Linked DNA regions of Mus musculus: region 2 is linked to region 1. The links are chromatin contacts, called in public Hi-C maps. All regions are on one chromosome and are shown on one strand. Each heading gives the region's core, a stretch centred on a gene start, on an enhancer-like site or on the middle of the called end of the contact. The rest is flanking DNA. Distances are from core to core; before and after follow the strand shown. Region 1 has its middle 67 kb from the start of Dmrta1. Region 2 holds the start of Dmrta1 (doublesex and mab-3 related transcription factor like family A1).

The links. A called contact is a pair of places that touch in the nucleus more often than the background predicts.
Region 2: a contact with region 1 is called in a Hi-C map of Sertoli cells, with 2.9 times the contacts expected there. The contact joins the promoter of Dmrta1 here to the enhancer-like site in region 1. A contact is called at or near these places in 3 of 484 Hi-C or Micro-C datasets (Sertoli cells, nephron progenitors and uterus) and 1 of 9 other capture datasets (adipose tissue).

The regions. Positions count from the first base shown.
Region 1 is chr4:89,618,815-89,623,755 of GRCm38.p6, forward strand. No RefSeq gene overlaps it. Among named protein-coding and RNA genes, the nearest start is that of Dmrta1, 67 kb to the right of the region's middle. Within about 2 kb of position 2,062, at least 3 of the 459 cell types and tissues checked have an H3K27ac peak or open chromatin away from gene starts, as enhancers often do. A contact at or near this core is called in Sertoli cells, where this site is marked.
Region 2 is chr4:89,685,221-89,690,161 of GRCm38.p6, forward strand. Dmrta1 (doublesex and mab-3 related transcription factor like family A1) reads left to right here and starts at 2,978. Exons shown (of 2, transcript NM_175647.3): 1 at 2,978-3,719. The coding sequence starts at 3,089.

The DNA.
Region 1 (4,941 bases), core at 812-3,311:
AGGTGGCCGGCTGTCCCCGGCCCACACAGGGTGCTGCCTCAGCGCCTCTGTGCTTCTGACTGTTCCAGAAGCTGTCAGGTTCTCTGGCGCACCCTCTCACCTGTTCAGACTAATTTCTCAAATCAATTTTTAAAATCAAAGTTTACATTTTATTTTTCCCGATTTGTTCTAGTGATCTACATCCCTGTTTGGGAGCTAATAAACAATTTATATTTTCATACATTTGTCATGTTTTGATAACTAGCCTAACAGGTCACCCTGTTGTCTCTCCCAAATGACCCTTTCTAGTTATATTATATTGAATTTTTAATTATTTTGTGCAGAACAATTGTCACTTTGGTGTGGCACTTAGGGATCCCTGGTCAGTCCATCATCATTGTATTCACAATTTCCTATTCACATGTTTGTGGATAAGACTTCTACTTGGGTTGCTTCTGGGTCATGCAAGATGTATGGAATATGCTTTTGTGTTTGTCATTGGTTTTCTTGTGGGTGTGGTCTCTCAATCTATATCTCACCTTGGCTTTTCACAGTTTGAGCCTTAACTTAAATACAAATACCCCTGCTCCACACCTTTCTGCAAAGACTAACTTATCTTACAGCCAAAGGGTAGCCATACTTTTAATGTGTCTGGCTTTATAAGTCTTTTCTTTACATTTTTTTCTACGAGGATTTTTCTCTCTTTTCAATTTGATTTTAGTCATATGTCTGATAACAAGAAACTGTCATACTTTTGGTAAATTTCAGACAAGATCAGGTACACTCAAGGCGATACAGCCATAGACTTTGGGTAAAATTTAATAGAATTTTACCTTTCTTATCATATCACCCAAAAGTTGTTTTCCATGCTTCTGAAAAAGAGAAAAAGGAAGAGCCTCGTGAGGGTCAATGTTTATGTTTGCAAAGCAAGGCTGAGGATACATTGGTCGAGAGGACTGGTTTAGAGTTGAATGGGATACAAGTGCATCTTAAACTCTTGATGTACGATGCAGTTATTAAACGACATTCCCTTCTATAAGATTTTTGTTTGTTTCCTGTTTTTGTAGCCCAGACTGGCGTTGAACTCGTGATCCCCCTGTCTTAGCCTCTAAGCAAGTGCTGGGTTTACAACTGCACCAGGCTTTGCTGCTTTAATCTTAACATAAGCCGTCTCATTAAAACCTCACTCAAGGGTCATAGGAGTCTTCTTGTTGTAAAGTAGATATTTTGAAAACATCTACAGTGTCTGAAAATTCCTCAGGTAAAAATCTGCTTTGGGAAACACTGCTAAAGAATAATAGGGAACTGGGAGTGCTAAGTATTCCAGAAGAGTTTGGGCCCATGACTATAATGTAATAGTATCAAGAAAATATCGTGAGGAAAATGAAATTGCTGTATTCCCAGGAAGAGCTAGCTTGCACTGTCAAGCTTCTTTTCTGCCGTGTAGCTACTGGGGGAGTAATACATTACCTCAAATGACATTTTAGTAAAGGGAGGTCCCATAGCAGCAATAACAGCATCTCCACAGAAGAGCCCAGCATCCTTCATCTCAGTGCAGTAGTATCATAAGGACAGCTTTTAATAACCAACAGCTGATGAATGTAATGAAAATGCAAGTTTTAAAGTGGAAATCTACACTATCTACAATCATAATCAATGTCGCACTAGCAGTTCAAACTGAAAACTTTACAACTTCTTGTAATATTTTCCTTATTTATATGTTTTAAAAACCTGAAACCTGGAAAAGAGATTGTAGCAAGCATTCATAGAGACATTTTTCCATATTAAATGGGTAAGGTCACTGGTGGTCCCTGAGTATCAGTGGGGCAAGTCAGGGGGAGAGATAGGTCAGTGGTGGGCTTTTTAGGCTCTAGGGCTAGCTTTGCCCTCTGCTCTGTAATGTTCCTTTCTCGTCACACACGAAGATCGTTTGCTGTGATGCTTAGCATTCCATGTTCTTCCCAGGCAGATTTGGCATCTGGATGACAACATAAATAAATAACACAGAAAGAAGTACTGTGCATATTTGGGGGTGTCTGGAGTGAGGTTGACATTTCAAGGACGACTTGGAGGTAGCCATGAGTCACAGAACAGGAATCCTAGCCAGCCCTGATGTCATGTTTTATGTGAAGGGCCCTTTATTTATAAAGATCTCAGTTGTTTTGTTTTTTGTTTTTGTTTTAACTAAACTCTATATCCCTGGACACTTATTTCACCTCCCACAAACTAATGATGTGCAAATCAGATCGGATGGGGCTGAGAAGTAATTTGTAACATAGAATAGGTGCTCCAGCAGCTGAATTGGGGGGGGGGTGGTGTATTGAAAGACTGTTCCTTTGAAAGTACAAGGAGGAGATCCCAGCATCTGGCTGTGGAGTCAGTGAAGCCGACCCTGTCCAGGATGCTAGTTTCAGGGCACCCATGGACCAACTGTATTTGCTAACCACACATTAAAAGTTATGAAATATTTACTTTTGTCTTCCTTGGCTGCTACAAGGTAGCGATTACATCTGTAACTAAATAAGCTTGGAAGTCCCCTGCATCTCTGTGGAGCCTTAGTCCATGCAAACAAACTCAGATTTATCCCTTTTATAAGGGAGAGGAGGGGATTACCGTGTCTTATCAGGGAGCTACACAAGTGCTGAATTGCATGCAGCCAGTAACGTCAGAAGTATTTTGAGCCTTACGCTTTGTGTAACTAATGTTGTGAGGACCATCTGTTTGCCTTTCGGAGACCGTGGTCTTGTCTGCTTCTGTTGAAACAGTTCTTTCTCCCTAGAAAACGGCATGCTAGTTTTCTAGGAGAAACTGCTGGTATCAGCTTTTAAATTGTATTGGGGAACTCTCAGTCTGTTGCAACCCATTCCATGGCCCCAGAATGTGGCATTGCAAATATGTAACATGGTTCTCAGAGTCTATCTGGCCCTGAAGACAGTTTATACCATTTGAATTTATACTGTTATTTTGGAAAAAGTGAACTCACTGGCTTTTCATTATCGTTTTGCTTTGAACTCTGTGATCAAAGTCATCGTAATAGGAATTATACTGTGATAGAATCACACTGGCATAAGCTTTGTAAAAACAAGGAAATATAGCTGAAGAGAGATTATTTTAAGTGAAATGCAATTTTACTAAATTCTGGCATGTTTAGTGATGGGAATCAGGATAATAAAATTTTTGTGTGCACGTGTATGCATGTGCGCGCGCGCGCACACACACACACACACACACGACTAAGAGTGATTTAAAATTTTCAAAATAAAATGTCGTCTTTGTAAAAGCTGTAGTGGGACAGAAATTTAGCCTGCAATTTTCTACAGACTACAGAGATAATAAGGAGAAAGGATTGTAGCTTTCCAGTATCCATCTCTAATATGGGAAACATGGTTCTCTGTGTGGGTTCAACAGATTTCAGATCCCATCCCGAAGGTGAAGATTTTTATATCTTCTTATGTACTTTCTAGTGCAAATGGGTTTATTAATTAACTGTTTTTTGTTGTTGTTGAGCATCTGCTGAATTGTCAAACACTTCACTAAGTATTATAGGTTGTCGGCTATAGGACATCCTTATCTCCAGTTACTGATACATTCTTGCATAATGATTTTATGAAAACAATTTTATTCATTTGCATTATTCCATTTAAATTAGTAATAGGCTTTAGTCAAATGACATTTTGTACAACATAAACATGAGGACACAGTATGACATTTTAAGTCATGTACACTTTCTTAGATAGTTGAGGTCATAGTTTCAGGACCATGCATTTAACCTGTAGCCATGAGAGCTGAATTGTAAGGATAACTCTAAAGTCTACTACATAGTCTTTCTCTAGTAGCAGATCTATGAAAGAAAACTTTGGTCAATTTTTTAGCTGTAAAATAACCAGGATTTATTATGCTCTTGATTTTTATGTGTAGTTGATCAAAAACTTAAATGCTGTATATTAAGAATACATATTTTTAGTTTTCTTGTGAAACTGTGTTTTGAGACACAGTCTCACTATTTAGCCCTGGTTGTCCTGAAACTTGCTATGTAAAACTGGCTGGCCTTGAACACATAGAGATCCACCTGACTCTGCCTCCTAAATACTTGGATTCAAGGCATATACAACCACGCCCAGACTTCTTACAAACTTTTGAGTCAAATCAACGTTTTGGTGTGCGTGTGTGTGTGTGTGTGTGTGTGTGTGTGTGTGTTTGTGTATTTGTCAAGCCATTGAAATAATTATCATCTATTATTCTTATTAGAACTCATAGGGATCAGAATTGAGGACTATTATTTTTTTCCAGTAGTGTTGACATCATAGAAATATGTACATGCAGCACATGGAAGGTAGATTGAGGGTAGGCCATGTTTATTGAGGATAGAAGCCACAGCTGTTCAGACCTGTCTATCATTCAGATTGAAATACTCATTAGGTATTGTAGTGCTAAAATAAAAGCAAACTTAGAAGTAATAGAAAATATCATCCTGAGTGAGGTAACCGAATCATAAAAGAACACACATGGTATACACTCACTGATAAGTGGATATTAGCCCAGAAGTTCAGAATATCCAAGATATAATTCACAGAACAAATAAAGCTCAAGAAGGAAGACCAAAGTATGGAGACTTTGTCAGTACCTGACAAATAAGAGATGGATACTCACAGCCAACCATTGGACTGAGCACAAGGTCCCCAATTGAGAAGCTAGAGAAAGGGCTGAAAGAGCTGAAGGAGCTAGCAGCACCATAGGAGGAACAACAATAACAACCAACCAGTAACCCCAGAGCTCCCAGGGACTAAACCACAAACCAAAGAAAACACATGGAGGAACCCATGGCTCCATCTGCATATGTAGCAGAGGATGGCCTTGTTGGACATCAATGGGAGGAGAAGGCTCTATGCCCCAGTGTAGGGGAACACCAGAACAGGGAAGCAGGAGTGGGTGGGTTAGTGAGTAGGGGGAGGGAGGATGGGA
Region 2 (4,941 bases), core at 1,728-4,227, 67 kb after region 1:
AGTGCTCTCCATAAATAGTTCCAGAGTAGAGAGGCATACTGACCTTAGATAACAAATGTTTTAAACAGACTCCTTGTATAATCTGCATGTGCTCATGTAAGATGTGCACATGTAAGTGACTAGAAAGCACTCGAAGTACCTTGACTCTGAATTAACCTGTCTATACACACTTTGGAAGCTGTCTCTTGAGCTATTTAAAATACCTTTTGCATGAGAAGTGGCCACAGTCTTCCAAGCTGTCTTGTGTCTCTTTGTCACCCTGTCTCTTTGTCATATTGGTGTTGTGCAGACTTCATCTAGGAAAGGGAAAGGAAAGAAGTAAAAGACACAAATCTTCCAACTTAGTAGAAACAGAGAGCTTAAGAAAAAACTTCAAATCTTGCTTAAATTAGGGCAGTAAAGGGAAGGTAGTAGGATTATTATTTTTGTAATTCGTTCCTTGAGAAAATGATGAGAATAGGTCGTGAGGGTAAAAGGTTTCTGTTTATTTTTTAAATTCATTCATTCATTCATCCATTCATTCATTCATTCATTCATTCATTCATTCATTCATTCACTTTACATCCCAATAATAGCCTCCTTTCCTCCCAGCACCCCTCATGCAAGTCCTTCCCCCATTCTGGGTATGTTTTTAAAGTTCCCAAGGCCATTCAATAAGTAAGGGAAAACCCTTTGAAGACACTTTTATCAATCTGGGTACCAATCCCCCCAAACAAACAAACAAACAAACAGGCACACACACAGAGATAGATAGATAGATAGATAGATAGATAGATAGATAGATAGATAGATATCAAGTTGTTGCCGGATTAGGTGCAGCATTTCCCATTGAGGCCAGACAAGGTTGTCCATTTAAATTCACAGACAAGCAGGCCATAGGCTCCAGTTGTTTAGGACCCACATGAAGGCCAAGCTGCTCATCTGCTTCATATGTGTAGGGAGCCTAGGTCCAGCCTGTGCACTCTCTTTGGTTGGCGATTCAGTCTCTGGGAGCCCCCACAGGTCCAGGTTAGTTGATTCTGTTGGTCTTCTTGTAGACTCCCTGTCATCTTCGGGTCCCACAATCCTTCTCCCAACTATTCTGTAAGACTCTCCATGCTTCATCTAATGTTTAGCTGTGAGTCTCTGCATCTCCATCCATTGGCTGCTGGGTGGAGCCTCTCAGAGGACAGTTAATAGGTTCTTGTATGCAGGCCCAACAGAGTATTGTTAATAGTGTCAGGGATTGTTTCTTGCACATGGGATGGGTCTCAATTTGGGCTAGTCATTGGTTAGCCATTTTCTCAGTCTCTGCTCCATCTTTGTCCCTGTACATCTTGTAGGCAGGACACATTTTGGGTTGAAGGTTTTGTGGATGGGTTACTGTTCTTATGCTTCCACTCAGAGTCTGGGCTAGCTATAGGAAGAGGCTACCTCAAAATCCATATTGCCTCTGTTAGGAGGCTCATCTTGAGTTGTCCCCCATAGACCCTCTTGGATCTCCCCCTATCACAGGTTACTGGCATGTTCTAGAGTCCAGGAGATTACACACACACCCCTGCCGCTATTCATCTTCTTTCTCTATCTGTTCTCCCTACATATGATCTCCCTCCCTGCCCCCTTCCACTTCCCATCACCTCTTCCACCCAGTTCCCTCCTTCCATCAACCTCTGATATCTGTTTTGATCCTTTTCTGAGAAAGATTCATCCTCCCTTGGGACCTCCTTGTTATTTGGCTTCGTTGGGTCTGCTGATTATAGTGTGGTTATCCTGTACTTTATGGCTAATATCCACTTATAAGTGAGTACATACCACGCATGTCCTTTTGGGTGTGGGTTATCTCACTCAGGATATTTTCTAGTTCTATTCATTTCCCTGAGAAATTTATGATGTTCTTGTATTTAATGCCAGTGTGTAAATGAGCCACATTTTCTTTATCCATTCTTCCTTTGAGGGACATCTAGGTTGTTTCCAGATATTAGTAACAGAGCTGCTATGAACATAGTTGAGCAGATGTCCTTGTGGGTGGGGTGGGGTGGAACATCTTTTGGGGATATACCCAGGAGTGGTATAGTTGGGTCTTGAGGTAGAGCCATTCCCACTTTTCTGAGAAACAGCCAAATTGATTTCCTGTGTACACATTTGCACTCCCACCAGCAGTGTAGGAGTGAGTGTTCCCCTTGCTCCACAATCTTGCCAGCATGTGCTGTCCTTTGGGTTTTTGATCTTACCCAGTGTGATGAGTGCAAGGTGGAATCTCAGAGTTGTTTTGATTCGTGATCCCTGGTGATCTGCATATTTCTTTACCTGCTTCTCAACCATTCAAGTTTCCTCTGTTGAGAATTCCCTGTTTAGCTCTGTACCCCATTTTTAGATTGGGTTATTTGGATTGTTGGTGCCTACCTTCTTGAGTTCTGTATATATTTTGTATATTACCAGATACACTAAATCTAATAGAACAGAAAATGGGAATAGCCTTGAACTCGTCGGTACAGGAGACATTTTCCTGAACAAAACACCAATGACTCAGTCACTAACGTAAACAACTAATAAATGGGGCCTTATGAAAATGAAAAGCTTCTGTAAATCAAAGGACACTGTCATTAGGACAAAATGACAGCCCACAGATTGTGAAACAGCCTTCACTAACCCTGCATCTGACAGAGTGAATATCCAAAATACATAAAAGTTTCTTTTTTCTTAATGGACCTTTCAGTCTGATCTGGACACTTTCTAACCTATCCCACAGGCCACCTCCCAGAAAGTCCCACTCTCCGCCCTAGGTCCTCCCCTGGCCTCCTTCCTTGGCCAGCCTACCCAGTGGGCGGGGTGGCCCTCCAGCCTGGCCCTTCTAGGCTCAGGAGACTGGCAGAGCTCAGGACACTGCCCCAGCTGTCTAGACTCAGAGGCTCACTGGCTGGCTGCGCCGTCGGTCAGGTTCTGGAGCTCTTAGACCCGGCGGTTTCTTGCTCTGGGACAGGACAGCAAACTCTAGTTAGTGCGCGGAGCGGGACAGCGGGACCTAGGCGGGTCCTCAGCCGGTATCCCCACAGGGTAGCTCTGGACAGCGCACTTGCTGGTTTCTACTCCTCAGAGGCGCCTTCTCAGAATGGAGCGATTACCTCACGGTCGTAGAGACCGCAGCGGCGGCTGCCGACCCCATCTGGCCCCAGGGCGGGCTGCTGCGCCCGCTTCGGCCGCGCGGTCGGTGTCGTCGGGGATTCCGGTGTCCGCGACTTTCCTGCGGCCGCCTGGCCTTTTTCTGCGATCGACCGCAAGCTCCGGTCGCGCAGGATGCGCTCCGGGCCCTGGGCTGGATAGGGCGTTGGGGGCGGTAGGCTGCGGCTACCCGCGGACCCCGAAGTGCGCGCGCTGTCGCAACCATGGCGTGGTGTCAGCGCTCAAGGGCCACAAGCGCTTCTGCCGCTGGCGGGACTGCGCGTGTGCCAAGTGCACCCTGATCGCCGAGCGGCAGCGTGTCATGGCCGCGCAGGTGGCCCTGCGCAGGCAGCAGGCGCAGGAGGAGAGCGAGGCCCGCGGGCTGCACAGGCTTCTGTACCAGGGGTCGTCGGGGTCCGGGGCTCAGGCTTCCGGGGGCAGCGGCAGGACCGAGAGTCCCCAGGTCTTGAATAACCCCATGGCTGTAGCTGTTCTGGGAGCGGGTGCCTCTAGACACCCTGGGAGCCGGTCAGTCCCAACTTTCGAGGTTTTCCAGCAAGATTATGCTGACAGAAAGCAGGGTGAGTCCTCTTTGGTTTGCTTTTCATGAGAGAAAATGATTGTTCTGCAAGAATGTGTAGAAACGAGCAGCAGCTCCTTAAGAGTGGACAGAAAGAGTTGTTTGAAAGAAGTGCTGAAGTTCAGTAATGTAGATCTACCCTGTTGATGGCTGGGATGGGGATAGTTAATAGGTTTTCACTGGAAGAGCTCATCCCGCGTCTAAAGACAATGAAAACAGTGAAGTGTATGGGATCACAGCCGCCGGCTCGCACCTGGAGTGGATTTAGGCGCAGTCGGCTTTGTCTTTGTGTGGCCGGAACTTAAGCAGGCTGTAAGAGAAAACTTTAGCGGGTGTGCTGACACTCTTTCCAGTTGCAAAGCCACAGTGTTCTTGCACAGGAAACCGGCTGACTATGGTTATTGTGACGATCTTTGATTTGGGGACAGTGTTTTGTCATCAGTTAGCACTTAAGAAACTGAAATTTCTCACCTTTTTCTTTCCTGCTCCATTTTAATTCTTTAAGCACCATTCCCAAAGGAGAGGAAAACTTTAGGGACTTATATTTAGTTCTCATTGGAAATAAGTTTGGGCCTTCCCTGTCGATAATGAAACCATTGACAAGAGTGTCACTTTGTAGCTGGAGAGATCTCAGCAGAGTATTCGTCTATCCTTGCAGTTTCCGGCCACAAAGTCATGGCCAGTATCTCTTGTTTAGATTTACAACTAATATGACCTCCAAATTAACTTTTCCTGTAATATCAATATCACTATGTTGTCATGAAATTTTCATCCCTGCATAGGGCCGCTGTTAAATGGGAATTTCCTTTAAATCATTTAGTTAAAATCCTAAACAGGTTGTATCACATGAAGTTATGCGATAACCGGTGGTAAGCTATTAATTAGAAACTTTGCTTGGTTGTCAAAACTGCAGATCTTAGCAAAAGAGGGTGTAGTTTCAAAAGAAGCCCATCTCTGCATTGAAAATTTACATTCACTTACGTCAAGTTTGGACACATGCTCTAGTTTATTTCACTAGACCAATGAACTTTAAGTGTTTCTCATGGAAGATAGAGACTGTTGAGAGATGGTAACATTCCTTCAGCTACACTGCTAATGAGATTTGGCTGATGGTATGGATTTATGTAAACGTTTTGTACTAAAGTGTACATTTTGCAGGCCTAATGATTGTATTAGATTATTGTGTCACAATGACTGGCCTATAAAAAAAGAAGTTCATATTT